Regions from separate parts of the Triticum aestivum genome. Here region 2 is linked to region 1. The links are chromatin contacts, called in public Hi-C maps. All regions are on one chromosome and are shown on one strand. The core of a region is the stretch at or near the end of the contact, and the rest is flanking DNA. Distances in the headings are between cores, read along the strand shown. Region 1 holds the start of LOC123125020 (salt tolerance receptor-like cytoplasmic kinase 1). Region 2 has its middle 210 kb from the start of LOC123078624.

Region 1 (4,277 bases), core at 864-3,363:
CAAGTTTTATCATAGGCCGTGCCAGCGCAGAACCCATCGACATGGCTTTGCTCGACGCAATAAATCTCACCTTTATACTAGAACCGTACACGCGCCCATACAGGCATGCATGCATGCCGAGTTCAGTGAACGCGAGCGCGGAGTTCATGTGAAGATGCGATGCGGTTTCAGGAATCCGATGCGTGCATGCGTGCATTCCCCCTGCACAATCGCGTTTAATTACTACCACTGCACAGCAGCGCAGCTTTTCTGCTCCCAGATTCGAGCTAGAAGTACGCATACGTACACAGCCAAGGCGTAGCCGCAATAGGCTGCACCAAGCTTGAAGTTTGTTTTCGAAATCGAACGTAAAAGGGACCGTCGCTTGCTGTGTCTGTTGCTTGTACAGTTGTACTACCACGTAACTACACCACCCATTGGATTCAGACTTGGGCGACGGAGACAGACTGAAGCGCCAGCATAACTAATAACTGTCCATTTGGCCAGGATTGCAAGCGCGAACGTTGCTTCTGCGGAGACGCAAACCTTCAGTTTGCACTTCCACTTCCCGCATCGAGCGTAGGTATGTACACGGCCACAAGCACGCGGGAAGCCACTTCCCGCATCACCAACTTAGGCCTCTTTTGGTTCATAGGATAGGATTATCGTAGGAATAGGAATCTTGTAGAAAATGAGATGACATGTATCTCAAATCCTATGAGTAGGAATAGGAAACAAGATGTCATTTGGTTGACACCAAAGGAATTTTTCTATTGAGTCTAGGCTCATTCTTATTTTTCTATGAAATGTGGAGGATAGGAACCAATCCTATATAGGAATAGGAATCCATTCCTATGAACCAAAGGGCTCTAAAGAAAAAATCCTATAAGAATCCTATCCTCTAGAATTCCTATGAAATTCCTTCAAACCAAAGGAGGCCTTAACTTGCGTCTTGCGATGATGATTCAGCGCAAGACCTGCGCGAAACGAGACACTGCTTAATCCCGAGTGAATCATTGCAAGCAACCAAAAGCACATTTATCATGACGACTCTCTGCGCTCGTCTTCGTCTCGGTTCATCGTTCGCTCTCGTTGCGCGTGGCCTTGACCACCGTCTTCTGTTCTACGGTGTGTGGTGCCGCTAATGTACATCGCACCAAACCTAAGCCAAAGTCCGGCACACGTCTCGGCTCCGACACCTTTACGACGCAGGAAGCTTCTCGGGGGGAAAATACACAACAGCGAGCAATTATACCGCGCAAGACATGTTTCCCTCCCAATTCATGTCACCTAACAAAACTGGTTGCAGAAAAGGGGATCCTAATTTTGAGATTAAGGCAATTAGTATCTACATTTTCTTGATAAAAAACATTTTCATTCAACCACTATATTCGAGGTGATAAAGCTGCACCGAGCAAATGCCGTCTCTGCATAGCATGATGCACACACCCAACACTTCCAACACAACCAAAAAGAAAATGTCATTTTACTGCGATAATACGAAAAAAGCCCAGACTCTCCTATTTGATCTTGATCAGGGCTGGGCAACCACAAATGTAAATGGCACGATGAAGCCTTTTCTAGAGACAAGCATCATCAGGTGTACCTTACTACCAAGTCATATCAGTGGTAGTAGTTGCGAGACATCCTGGATCTTGGAGGAGCCATAACCGTTGAGGGTAGGGAGGCTCGGCTCGCGCATAATTGGCGTTTCAGCTGTAATCTAACACGCCAATAATCCGTTTTCAAGCTAAAGCTGCACGCAAATTCGCATGTTATCGTCCATGTGTTGATCCAATTATTTCGCCCCGAAAAGGACCATTATTCCCGTCCGGTGTAATCTATTGGAGCTCCAGGGACGAGGGAGGGTGAGCCCATGACAGATTTTGTGTACTATTAATATTTATTTTCTTTCTGGATGGAAGGTTATGATGGATGGTGGTCAGTGAGTGAGTAAGGTGGGCCCGGGTGCCAGCCACGGCGAGATGGTTCTGGTTCTACACTTGCTATTCCTACCCCTGGCTGCATAATGATCTGCTAATGTTGGCACTTCACAGTTCACACCCCCACCAAATCTGAATTCCCCGCACCCACCTATATATAAGCCTCTCTACTCCACACCAAGTACACCCGTTCTCTCCACAATACACAGAGGAAGCCAGAACCCCAAGGCCGTCCAAGTCTTCCTCCCTCTCTCGGCTCGGCTCTGCTCTTCCCGTCTCGTGTCTGTGTGTTTGCGAGAAATAGAAACCGGCGAGGATCGATGGGCCAGAGGTTCAGGTTCTTCTGCTGCGGCTGCGGGGCCAATGCGGCCGACGGCGACATAGAGGTCGACGACGAGTCGGAGTGCGGCGGGAGCAAAGGGGGCGAGGAGGTCGGGACGCGGCAGCTGTCGTGGGCGCAGGTGGAGAGGATGACGGGCGGGTTCACCTCCGCCGTGGTCGGCGAGGGCGGGTTCAGCACCGTCTACCTCGCGCGCCTCTCCGGCGCCCTCGCCGCCGTCAAGGTCCACCGCAGCAGCGAGCGCATCCACCGCGTCTTCCGCCAGGAGCTCGAGACGCTCCTCCGCATCCGCCACCCGCACATCGTCCGCCTCCTCGGCTTCTGCGAGCAGCAAGGTGCGTGCTTTATTCCGTCGCCCGCGCTGGCCCGGCTCCGGCATTCATTTCTCTGCTCTGTGCCGCGTTTCGCGCCGTCGTGCTGAAGCTGAATTGTTTGTGGATTTGGTCGATGCAGATGAGGGCGTGCTGGTGCTGGAGTTCGCGGCGAACGGAAACCTGTACGAGAAGCTCCACGGCGGCGGCAAGGCCGCGGGGGCGATGCCGTGGTCGCGGCGGGTGTCGGTGGCACTACAGGTGGCGCAGGCGCTCGAGTACCTGCACGAGCGGTGCGAGCCGCAGGTGGTGCACGGCGACGTGAAGGCGTCGAACGTGCTCCTGGACGCGTCCATGTCCGCCAAGCTCTGCGACTTCGGGTCGGCGCGGATGGGGTTCTCCGCGGCCGTCCGCCCGCGGTCGTCGGCGCACACCATGCTCGGCTCCCCGGGCTACGTCGACCCGCACTACATCCGCTCCGGCGTGGTCACCAAGAAGACGGACGTGTACAGCTTCGGGGTGCTGCTCCTGGAGCTCCTGACCGGCATAGAGGCCTTCTGCCCCGTGGAGGGCCGGCTGCTGACGGCCGTCCTCGCCCCGCGGCTCAAGGCCGCCTGCGACGCGCGGATGCTGGTCGACGAGCGGCTCGGGAGCGCGTACGACGCGGGCGAGGCATCCGCCGTGGCCGCGCTGGCGGCGTCGTGCGTGGGGCAGAACCCCAGCCTCCGCCCGTCCATGGGCGACGTGGTGCGCACGCTGGAGCAGAGCGCGCAGGGGTCCATCCTCGCCGCGGGGAGAGGATCGGACGGCCAGGGGAAGCTGTGATTCACGAGGACCGTAGGCGTTAGATCCGGATTGGCCAGCTGTAACCTGTGATGATGGTGTGAGCTGCACACATGGAGCCTCGGTACAGGCCGAGGGCGAACAAAGCGGTAGTAGTGGGCGAGCATATCGAAAAGCCATCGAAAGAAAAGGCGTGGGGAAAAAGAGTCGATTTGGAAGAGAAAAAGGGTAGGGTTTGTGCTGATGGGGAATTTCGATGACATTACATGCCAAAGTGGCAGTGATTTGGGTGTGTGTGAGAGAGAGGAAAAAGACTAAAACAAACTGGGGTCGTCCATTCTGCGATTCTAAAGATTTTGGTGATTGTTTGGTTGGTTTGTAAGAAGTACATTGAGTGTTCTTGCTGCTGTTCAAAGTTCGTTCGTTTTGTTTGTGGTTCGAGCAAGTCACCGGGCTTCTACCTGTGACGGGTTTGACAGCCTTTCTCTCCGTAATATACAATTGTTGTGCTGCCGTGCGAATTTATTAGGGCATGTACAATGCATAGCCTTAACGTGATGTCTCGCATGCCATGTAGGATCGGATATGACGTAAAGTAGGTTCGGATAGGGAAGCGGGATCCTTTTCAGGAGGTGGGTGCTTAAAAAGAAAAAATGTGGTCCTGTGACATAAGCTGAAAAAGTTGGAGTGAAAAGTAGAGATGCATGTATACTAAAGTCTTTATTTTCTATTTTTTAATGAGGCCCACTAGTGGTAGCTTGCATTGGGGAGAAAAAAATAAATGTAGGTGTCTCAGATTATTTTTTGTCATGAGGCATATGTATCCATATGCCATCATTGTACATGCCCTTACCGCTATAGTAATATGGTACGGTGACGTCAGATGGAGGAACAAATCTAGCAGTCCAGGTTCAAAAGCAG
Region 2 (4,277 bases), core at 799-3,298, 530 kb before region 1:
TCAAAAGAATCACGCAAAGACTATAACTTTGCTGCTCAACGAAACAACAAACAGAAACGGCGGGCACAGATCTAGTTACCAGAGATTGGCTGCAGTTGTAGTATCGACGACCGGGGTTGGCAATGCTCCACGAAATCCACCTCGGAGCCTTGACTTTGCAGTGGCACACCTTCTCGGGCGAGTACGCCATCGGTGGCTCCCGATATGGCACTGGCGACTGCCCTGAGAAGGCCATGGACCGCGGCGACCGATGACTGCTTGACGAGCTAGCAGACGCCATGGACTGCGGCGAGCGAGGGGACGGCGATGGGGCGGCGAGGGGGCGGCGAGGGGACGGCGAGGGGACGACGATGGGGCGGCGAGGGGACGGCGATGGGGCGGCGAGGGGGCGGCGAGGGGGCGACAAAGGGGACGGCGACAGAGTGCTTCGCGGCGAGGGAGCGGATTGCAATTAAAAATTGGGGAAAGTTGCATCTGCCAAGTCAGCACTGTCCAGTCAGCAAGGAGACTAGTCAAAACCACCTAAATCTGGTGCAAAACCACCATGGGGGAGAATTGGTCCGGTTTTAGAGAGTTTAGGGGCTGATTGATTCGGTTTTAGACTTTGGGGGGAAATCGGTTGATTTGAGAGGGAAAACGATACTTTCCTCTTCCTGTAAAAACTGGCGAAAAAAGGGTGACCAGCAAAGGAATCGAACACTCGCCCTTTCGGCTGCTAGCGCTACGCTCTAGCCATACGGCCATCCAACATTTCACGTAAGTTTCTTTACTTTTCTCCTTTACTGCATTCCTCACTTCGATTTTTTTCTTTTTCCGATCCTTTTCTGTTTTCTTTAATGCACGGGTTTTAAAGATTCATAAATTATTTTTTTTCTAAATTGACGAACTTCATTTCATATTCGATGAACTTTTTTCAAAAGAGTTGAATTTTTTTAAAAATCGATATATTTTTTTGAAATTTGATGAACTTTTACCAAATTGGATGAATTTTGATGAACTTTTTTCAAATCCGACGAACTGTTTTTCAAATTTGATGAAATTTATCCAAATTCGATGAACTTTTTTTCAAATCCGATGAACTATTTTTTCAAATTCGATGAACTTTTTCCAAATTTGATGAACTTTTTTTCAAATCTGATGAACTTTATTTCAAATTTGATGATTTTTTTTGAAATTGGATGAACTATTTTTTCAAAATCGATGAACTTTTTCCAAATTTGATGCACTTTTTTTCAAATCGGATGAACTTTTTTCAAATTTGATGAACTTTTTTTGAAATCGGATGTACTATTTTTTCAAATTTCATGAACTTTTTCCAAATTCGATGAACTTTTTTCAAATTTAATGAACTTTTTTCAAATCCGATGATTTTGTTTCAAAATCAATGATTTTTTTTCCAGATTCATGAACTTTTTCTCAGATTCGATGAACCTTTTCCAGTTTTGATGAACTTTTCTCAAATTTGATGAACATTATTTTTCAGATTCAATGAACTTTCTTCAAATTTGATGAATTTTAAAAAACTCAATGTTTTTAAAAAAACTCGTGCATTTTGAAAAAAATTTCTTTGATTTTTTTCAAAAGGTGCACATATTTAGCAAAAAAGAAAAGAAAGAAGGCGAACAAAACCGATACATAAAAACAGAAAAAAAAACAGTTTGCGGGAGTCTGGGGTTCGCGACCTACGGGAAGAATGAAAGGAAGCAGACGAAAATTATAAGCATTGGTCGTTCCATGGCGTAATGGTTGGTGCAACCGTGAATGGTTCGTGAGGTCCAGTGTTTGAGTCTTGTTACTCGCTTATTCTTTTTGCAGTTTCTGGTAGAAAGGAAAAAGACAAATGGGCCGGCCCGTTTCGCGCCCCTGCGAGCGCCAGCTTCTCTAATCGGCGCTAACAGCGCCGACTAGGAGCTCCCATAGACGAGAAGCGAGAATAGTTCTCGCGCTCAATCCAGCGGACTCACACAATCGTCTGTCACCGGGCCGCCTGTAAAACCACGCTTCCGGGCCGTGGACGGCCCGTGCAGCACGAAAACCAGTTCCACCACGGCGTGCCAGCAGGAGGCCTAATATGCGCCGCTCTTTGCGTCCGATTTGCACGCGCCGCACAGGTACAGCCCCCCGAATGGGCCGGCCCATCGTCGCGACGAAACAACAAAAAGATCACCTAAAATTATAATGCGGAGCGGGGGATCGAACCCTGCAACCTGGAGCTAGTATACTCTTGTCACTAACCAGACAAGCTAACTAGCTCCTTTGGTCATATGTAACGCGGGTACTTTAAAAGATCATCTACTACATATCTAACACCCTCACCTAGAAACCTTAAACATTGGATATGTTCAAAAATTCAAAAATTCAGAAATTGTTTGCGTTTGCTGAAAATGCTAGAAGAAAAACTAAAAAACTTGAACAAAGTTTTAATAAAATGAACACTTTTTAAATTCCCGAACATTTTTTGAATTTAGAGAACAAAATTTTGTACGCGAACATTATGTTTGAGAAAAAAGTGGAGGTCGTATGAAATATGTGAACATTCTTTAAAACTCCCGAACAAAATTTGAAATATGTGAACAAATTTTTGAAATGGGAACATTTTACGAAACTCACGAACAAAAATTTCAAACATGAACATTTTTTGAAAAATGCGAACTAAATTTGAAATAGGAACATTCATTGAAACTCACAAACAAAAATTGAAAAAATGAACATTTTTCTTAATTTGTGAACAAATTTTGCATAGTTGTGAAATTGTTAAAAAACATAAAAAAAAGAAACAGAAACTAAAAAAAGAAAAGAGAAACAAAATTTGAAGATGAGAACATTTTTTGAACTTTGAACAACTTTTTGAAAGCATGAACATTTTTTCAAGTCAGGAACAAAAATTGAAAATGAGAACATTTTGTGAAGTTTTGAACAATTTTTTTGAAAGGATGAACAAAATTTGAAAATCAAAACATTTTGTGAAGTTTTGAACAATTTTTTGAAAGCATGAACAAAATTTGAAAAATGAGAACAATTTGTGAAGTTTTGAACAGTTGTGAGCAACACAAAAAAACTTGAAAAAAATAAAATAACTTTGAAAACAGAAAAATGAAAAAATGAAAAAATGAAAAAGAAACAGAAAACAGGAAAAAAAAGAAACATAAAAAACGAAAAAAGATAAAAAAGAAAAAAGAAAAAGAAAAAAGAAAATTAAAACAAAAACGAAAAAGAAACAGTAAAAAAAAGAAACAAAAAAGGGTAAAAGGGGAAATTAAAAAAAAACGGTTCAGGAACCTTCTAGAAGGTTCCCGAAAGCAGAAAAACCGGCTGGGAACCACCTAGAAGATTCCCAAAACCGGATTCGCTTTAACGTTGCCCATCCTAACGCGCTCGTCGATCTGCCTATGCATCCGGTAGACTACTTGCCGCAAAGAGCGGCAAATAGGAAATTCCTACCAGCAGCACGCTGCAACTCTCCCGGCGCGCGGCCGGCGAGGGCCTTGCATCCGCGGCGAAGGGGAGCTAGAAGGAGGACGCGCGCTTCTTCTCGTTCCTCCCTCACCGGCGGCGGCCGTCCCATTCGATGCGGCTCGATCTGGTTCGGTTCGGTTCGGTGGAGACCACCCCTCGTCCGTCCCGCGCTGCCGCTCACTAGCCACCAATCAGGTAGTGGCCGTCGCCGTCGCCCATTTCCATTACCAGCTAGGCTGGTAATTTCTGATGCACCCCTTCCCTCAGCTCTTCTCCCTCCGCACAGTGCTCGCTTCTCTCACATTGTTCGGCTGAATTGAAATCGCTGCAGTTCGCTGTTGCCTCTAGGTATACGATCAGGCTGGCTGTCTGTTACGGTACCGTTGATCCCCTTATCAGCATTGTCCTCTTGTTGATCGATTCCCTTATTTCAGTTGTTAAATATTGATGACTACCTATGCAGCAGTGGTATTTGAGTTCCTCGCAGCAATTATTGTCACTTGTGCGCCTATGTTGTTTGATCATTGATTTATCTTAGTAACAGCTTAAAACTACAACAGTCTTGTTTCAAAAAAAAAAAAAAAACTACAACAGTGGATCCAACCGGCAAATCAATACATAATATCTTGAATGGTTTGCACAACTTGTTTATTTTATGACTCACCGCAAATTATTTCCTTTTTCTTTATAACCATTGGTCCAACGTCTTTGTGAAGTCTGAAATGTTCTGGTAAATATGATATCTATTTCAGTGTTGTTGCCTTTAGCATGGACACTTGATAAGTGGAGGGAAGTAGGGGAAATGACCGATACAACTGGAA

What was found. Hi-C and Micro-C count contacts between places; a contact is called where the count stands out from the background.
Region 2: a contact with region 1 is called in a Hi-C map of leaf, with 7 times the contacts expected there. The contact joins the enhancer-like site here to the promoter of LOC123125020 in region 1. A contact is called at or near these places in 2 of 5 Hi-C or Micro-C datasets (both in leaf) and 1 of 1 datasets of contacts at active chromatin or transcription factors (leaf).

Annotation. Positions count from the first base shown.
Region 1 is chr1B:371,023,204-371,027,480 of IWGSC CS RefSeq v2.1, reverse strand. It overlaps LOC123125020 (salt tolerance receptor-like cytoplasmic kinase 1), which reads left to right and starts at 2,113. Exons shown (of 2, transcript XM_044545567.1): 1 at 2,113-2,597; 2 at 2,716-3,771. The coding sequence starts at 2,243. The coding sequence ends at 3,398.
Region 2 is chr1B:371,556,737-371,561,013 of IWGSC CS RefSeq v2.1, reverse strand. No RefSeq gene overlaps it. Among protein-coding and RNA genes, the nearest start is that of LOC123078624, 210 kb to the left of the region's middle. Within about 2 kb of position 2,048, at least 8 of the 8 cell types and tissues checked have an H3K27ac peak or open chromatin away from gene starts, as enhancers often do. A contact at or near this core is called in leaf, where this site is marked.